Linked DNA regions of Sus scrofa: region 1 is linked to region 2. Evidence: chromatin contacts called from public Hi-C data. All regions are on one chromosome and are shown on one strand. The core of a region is the stretch at or near the end of the contact, and the rest is flanking DNA. Distances in the headings are between cores, read along the strand shown. Region 1 overlaps ZNF704 (zinc finger protein 704). Region 2 overlaps PAG1 (phosphoprotein associated with glycosphingolipid-enriched microdomains 1).

Evidence for each region. A called contact is a pair of places that touch in the nucleus more often than the background predicts.
Region 1: a contact with region 2 is called in a Hi-C map of skeletal muscle, with 3 times the contacts expected there. A contact is called at or near these places in 1 of 5 promoter capture datasets (liver), 18 of 47 Hi-C or Micro-C datasets (alveolar macrophages, brain, embryonic fibroblasts and 11 more) and 1 of 2 datasets of targeted methods (skeletal muscle).

What each region holds. Positions count from the first base shown.
Region 1 is chr4:55,956,780-55,959,968 of Sscrofa11.1, reverse strand. It overlaps ZNF704 (zinc finger protein 704), which reads right to left. Exons shown (of 9, transcript XM_021089176.1): 4 at 1,630-1,862. Among named protein-coding and RNA genes, the nearest start is that of ZBTB10, 220 kb to the left of the region's middle.
Region 2 is chr4:55,592,014-55,595,607 of Sscrofa11.1, reverse strand. It overlaps PAG1 (phosphoprotein associated with glycosphingolipid-enriched microdomains 1), which reads right to left. Exons shown (of 9, transcript XM_021089173.1): 5 at 1,851-1,902; 6 at 203-299. Among named protein-coding and RNA genes, the nearest start is that of PAG1, 140 kb to the right of the region's middle.

The sequences.
Region 1 (3,189 bases), core at 544-3,043, 360 kb before region 2:
ATCAAACCCGTGTCCTCATGGATGCTACTAGAGATCCTTACCAGTGAGCCACAACAGGAACTCCCTCCTCAGGGTTTTCTTTGGATTTTTGTTGGTGAATAATCATTAATAATAAAGGTACCAACTGCAAATCAAAAAATTAATATGTAATAAAATGTTTCATATTTATATGGAAATTTAAAAAATAAAGTTAAAAAGTGTTTTGGATATAGCAGTAGTATTTCTTTATGAAGTAGAAACACTTTAAAAAATTGTGAGTGAACATAATAATTTAAATGTATGTGGGAAGAATGAAAAGAATATGAGCTTCCGGTTCCGGCAGACCTGGGTTGGAATGGTGGCCCTTTTTAACCTGCATGACAGAGGTGAGTTGAATGTATAATAACCTCCCTGGTCCTTAATCTCCTCATCAAGATGGGAAAATAAAACTCACTGTATAGGACTACTTCGAGGATTAACTAAAAATGTAACCATCGACAGATGAATGGATTAAGATGTGGTACATATATACTATGGAATACTACCCAGCCATAAAAAAGAGTAAGACAATGCCATTTGCAGCAAGGTGGATGGAGCCAGAGACTCTCATATTAAGTGAATTAAGTCAGAAAGAGAAAGACAAAAAACCATAAGATACCACTTATATCTGGAATCTAATATACTGCACAAATGAATCTTTCTGCAGAGAAGAAACTCATGGACTCGGAGAACAGACTTTCAGTTGCCAAGGGGGAGGAGGAGGGAGTGGGATAGACTGGGAGCTTGGGGTTAACAGATGTAAACTATTGCATTTGGAAAGAATAAGCAATGAGATCCTGCTGTATAGCACTGTGAACTATATCTAGTCACTTGTGATGGAACATGATGGAGGATAATGTGAGAAAAAGAATGTGTGTGTGTGTGAGGCTAGGTCACTTGGCTGTACAGTGGAAAACTGACAGAACACTGTAAAACAACTATAATGGAAAAAATAAAAATCATTAAAAATAATAAAATATTAAAATGTAACCGCTTAATTGATTAAGTCAATTCATTAGATCTCCTTATTTCACACCTAATGTAATGAATACATAATTTGGGGTATGTAGGTACTACATATGTTTATATGTTAGCTTTCATGTGTATTTCAATCTGGTTTTATAAAGATGCAAAATATTCTTTCCAACAACCTTTCAGGGCTCAGTGAAGCAGAAAAGAGAAAAACATTAATTTTATTTTACAGATGAAAAAGTTAAGTCCCCACCAAGAGAATGAGTTAATTACCAAACCAAGCCTGAAGTCCAATTTTTTTTTAACTTCCAAATACTGGTAAGTGCCAGGTTTCCTGATGTTAACTCTTACACCAGAGCAGCAACTTAGAACCAGGGAAAGGGATGGGACTGGGGTGGTGGAAGGTGTATCTGGAAGACAGCGGCAGAAACATATCGGTGTTTTAGTCTTTTATATCTGTCTTTAGTCATGACCCTTAATTTATTTTGAAACGTCAAAGAATCTTAAGAGGGGAACAGAGGCTGCTTCTGTTGATCAAAAGGGGCGTGGGGAGAAGGGCCAGAATCACCACCCAGGCTCGGAGCCGCCTTTGGAAGGCAGATGGAAAGCACATTTCTGCAGTGAAAACCCCAAACCCACCTTTCGTTTCCTGGGAATGGGCTCGTCAAAGAGAAGGTTGCTGGCCTCCGCCTCGTCGATGCCGTCGTCCGTGGGCGCGGGGCTGCGGAAGGGCTTGAAGCTGTCGGCGGACAGGGGCGGCGACGGCGTGGACGGGTTGGACTGGTCGCTGGGGGCGCTCCAGCTCCAGTAGCCGCTGCTGCTGGTGCTGGAAGGCACGCCGCTCCCCTCCTTCCAGGATCCACTCAGGCCCTCTGTCCGCGCACACAAGCTCCGCGTCAGTACTCAGTTAGGGACACCCGGAGCCCAGGGGGCGGGGGCGGGGCAGGGGTGGTGGGATTTCAGGGTGGGAGACGGGGTCCTGGATTCTAGACGCTGATGATAGCGCCTACAGCCCTCTGAGTAATTTGCACCAGCTGAGTATGTATGTTATACTCTATACCTCCAAAAAAGAGGTCACATTATAATTTATAAACATTTATTTTAATCACATAACAGGTTTTTTCCAAGAGTTTTCTGATGGGCCTTGTGCCACGCTTGTTCTTTAGGATGATAGTGGAGATTACATGAAAACAAGGAAAAGAAAGATGTGTAGATTCACTAGGTTTGGGAAGATCAGCGTTTATATATTGTTTTTGTTTTTGTTTGTTTGTTTCTTTTAGGGACGCTCCAGCAGCATATGGAGGCTCCCAGGCTAGGGGTGGAATCGGAGCTGTAGCTGCCTGGCCTATGCCACAGCCACAGCAATGCTGTATCCTTAACCACTGAAAGAGGCCAGGGATCGAACCCGCATCCTCATGGATACTAGCCGGGATGGTTAACCTCTGGTCACAATGGGAACTCCCTATACTGCATTTCTAAGGGAGAAATTATGTGTCCTATTTGTGGATCCTCCTACTCACCCCCTCCAACTCAGCATTTTAACTTTTTAAAAGTTATCTCTTATAGGACCATGACCCTTAGACTATGCTTATAGAAAAAACTAGTCTAAGATTTAAGAACCTAAGAGAAATCCTTTCTGATTAGTCACCAAAAGCCATTTACTCTCCTGAAATAACACTGCCTTACATTTGGTGGGGGTTTTATGTCTTAAAAAGTTTATTCACACAATCTCATGCATTCTCACAATATCTATCTTTCGGAGTAAGGATTATCATGCCCATTTCACAGATGAGGACCCTGAGGTACCAAGAAGTTGGGACTTGCCACTTGACTATGACTAGTACATAACCCACATGGGCCAGAGCCCCAAACCCTGGTCTACCAGTTGAACTTTTTCTCCTCCAGTGCAGGCACTTGTGCTGTTAGTATCCTCCTTTCTCCCTGGCAAAGCTGAGATCGGATGAGGATTTATTGGCAATAATTACTGACAAGACTGGTATTGAATTTCACCTTTCCACTTGTGGGGAAAAACATGATGAAATGCTTGCTAATGTAGATAGATCTTTGCCCAGTTGGAATACCTTCAGGAGGCTCCTTTAATCACTGAAGATTTGCTTTACTTTATAAAATGCCCAATCTTAATTAGCATTTGTATAAATTCAGCTTGCTTTTAGGATAATTTCTCCTCCATATTAATGT
Region 2 (3,594 bases), core at 583-3,082:
TTGCCGGACTACATCACAGCTACAGCAACACGGGATCCTTAACCCAGTGAACACGGCCAGGGATGGAACCCACATTCTCAAAGACACTACGTCAGGTTCTTAGCTGAGCCACAGTAGGAACTCTGAGCTACATTTTCTGAAATCGAGTCCTTTCTGAGGTGATAAGGCCTGTCTAGAAAGCTGGTATTCTTGCGGAACTTACTGTCACCGTTGGTGAGGGCCCCATTCTGCTCGCTGCTGGCAGGCGCATCTGTGGCCAGGCTGGTGACTGAACGGCTGAACATCTCCTTGTCAGAAGGCTGCGAAAACAAAAATGCCAACAGAATCAGACTATGTGGCAGAAGGGAACAGCCATGGCTTTTTCTTTTTTTCCTTTTTTTTTTTTTTTTTTCTTTTTTTTGCTTTTTAGGGCTGCAGGTGCGGCATATGGAGGTTTCCAGGCTAGGGGTGAAATTGGAGCTGCAGCTGCCGGGCTATGCCACAGCCACAGCAATGCGGCATCCAAGCTGCATCTGTGACCTACACCACAGCTCACGGCAACACCTGATCCCTGACCCACTAAGCGAGGCCAGGGATGGAACCCACATCCTCACGGAGCCTAGCTAGATTCGTTTCCACTGTGCCACAATGGTTACTCCCGCTTAGATTTAAATTAAGAGAAATGAAATAACCTCAAGTTCCTTAGCTGTACTAGTCACATACTACGTGCTCAATAGCCCCATGGGGACAGTGGTTGCCGGATCTCCTCCAGCTACAGAACACGTCCATCCTGGTAGAAGGTTCTGTTGGACAGGGCTGTTCTGTCTTCTTTTTGTCTTTTTAGGGCCGCACCTGCGGCATATGGAAGTTCCCAGATTAGGGGTCAAATCAGAGGTACAGCTGCCAGCCTACACCACAGCCACAGCAATGCAAGATCCGAGCCGCGTCTGCAACCTACACCACAGCTCAGGGCAATGCTGAAATCTTAACCCACTAAGCAAGGCCAGGGATCTAACCCGCATCCTCATGGATCCTAGTTGGGTTCATTACCACTGAGCCATGGCGGGAACTCCTAGGGCTGTCCTAAAATTTTAAAGGTCTTGAGAATCTTCCAAAGCCACCATCCAATGTCATGGGTTGACTTGTACCCTCCCCCAATTTCTATCCGTAAGTCCTGGCCCCCCAAACCTTAGAATTGACCTTATTTGGAAATAGGATCGTTGCAGATGAGACTGGTGAAGGTGAGGCTCTTTTTTTGTGAGGCTCCAAGGGGAACTCAGAGAGGGAATACATGCAGAAGGGGAAGATGGTATGAAGAGTGACACGGAGAAAGCCATGTGAGAGTGAACACAGAAACCCAGCATCGCTGGAACTGCCAGCTGACCACTAGAAGCTAGGAGAGTGGCCCAGAAAGGATTTGCCATGGTAGCTCTCAGGAGGAACCCCGCCACCACCCTGATCTCAAATTTCTAGCCTCCAGAAATGTGAGGTGATACATTTCTTACTTAAGCCACTCAGTTTGTGGTCCTTTGTTACTACAGCCCTGGCCGACTAACACACTCAGGCTGGAGCTGGGCAGAGGCAAACCAGAACATCCCTGTGGTAGGCTGGAGGCATTTGAAGATCTTTCCAGAAGGGGCACAAGTGCATATGTTTCAGAAATTCCTAAAAACCTGGCCAATGGCACAGGCCTCTAGCCACGGTGAATATAAACCTACAGAAGGAGGACACAGCCCAGGCAGACAGTTAACTCCAGCTGAGTTCCTTTCCTGGTTTCCTTCAGGTCCTAAGCCTGTAGGGATGGGCCGAGGTAAGTGGCTGATGCTTTAAAACACACACACACAGAGGCAGACATGCACACATGGGCTCACCACATTCATCAGATTCTCGTGGTCCCCGCTGTGCTGTCTTGGCTTCTTTTCTCTGAAACAGAAAAGGAAACGTCGCTGGGACATCCTCCTTGCCATCTGAGATCAAACATATGCTCCCCTTTCCGATCCGAACTTTTATCAACATTTAAATCTCCCTTTTAAGAACCCAGTTTATTTTGCCAAGGAAGCCGAAGCCAGACAATTTTCGCTGCCCCTCCTCTGCAGGCAGCGGGTTGGAGGGGGAGGGGGTCACGTCCCCACGAAGGGCTGGTCACCTCTCTCGCCCTCCCTTTCCTCCAAGAGTAGAAAATACAAGTTAAGGAGAGAACTGGGGAAGTTTCCTGACTGGAAACTGTTTATATCTAGAATACTAGAATGAGTTTTTCTTTCTTTCTTTTTCTTTTTTTTTTTTAAGGAAATCTGGACAATTCTCGTCTCTTCATTTTTCTTAATTCAGTCTCTGCAAAGTCACACACTGGGATGAGATGGTGAAAATAAAGAAAATACAACTTTTGGCGTGTTGAGAAGGGTACATGCTCTCAGGATGAGTCATAAGTACTTCCAGTTTATGGAAAAGTCCATCGAGTAAAAATAGAATTTATTTTTACTTGGGACAGGCTAAAGCAAGCCATCAGGAGGAGAGGGTGCGTCTCCCATTGATGTATAAGGCAACAGTGACACCTAGTGGGCATGTAAATGATTGCAGAGGCAGGCGCTCCCAGGCGCAGGGGAGGGAACACTGCACTAGAAGGAGACTCTTATTTCTTCAGCTTCCTGGCCAAGTCAGACTCTGTCCCCACCCTGGAAGCCTGGGTCCAAACCAGGCAGGGTTTCTGAGGCTACTTGAGTTCAGAAAGTCCGGATTTTCCCCTCTGGACAGAGACCTTAGGGCTGGAAGCCACATCCAGACATCCAAGTCCAGTTTTTATTTTTTTATTTTTTTCACCTCCAGTTTTTAAATGGCAATCGTCAGGTCTCTTCCAAGGTTATTGAGAAAGAGGCTGGAAGAGGGCTGCGCATGCTGCTAACAATGTCTGAACACCTGGAAAATCACTCCTGGTCAGAAAAGATTTTACTCCTCTCCAAGAAAATACCTCTTTTTTTTTTTTTTGGCAGCGGGATACATTTTATATGAGAGAATCAAAGAGGGGAGGAGGGAAGGGGGAGGGGAGGAGGAAAGGGGGAGGAGGGGAGAGAGAGAGTATAATTCTAAAAAAAAAAAAGACAAGATGAGCATTTATACACAGAGTGTCTTTTCGGAAAACAGATCTTTCTTAACTGCAATTCTAGATTACAAACCTTTCACAAAATGATCCCTCCAAAGCCACGCAGCAACGAAAATTCTCAGTAATTCTCAAGGGGCAGCAAAAACAGTGTCTTTAATGCACATTAAGATTTAGATTTAAATGTCTTAGATTTCCAAATGCCCACAGATGGGAAAAAACAACATAAATTCTGATCAGGAAGAGCAAAAATTTCCTCCTGGGAAGTTTCATCTACAGGGCTCTTCTGACTGCTCCCCAGCAAAATCAAATATGGTTTTTCATTGAACTAATAAAAAGTGTCCAAGGCCCCTTTGCGGCTGAGAAGTCAGCTAATTTTTTTTTTTTTTTTTTTTTGGTCTTTTTAGGGCTGTACCTGCAGCATATGGAGGTTCCCAGGCTAGGGGTCAAATCAGAGCTACAGCTGCCAGCCTACACCACAGCCACAGCAACTCAGGATCCAAGCCATATCTGTGACCCAC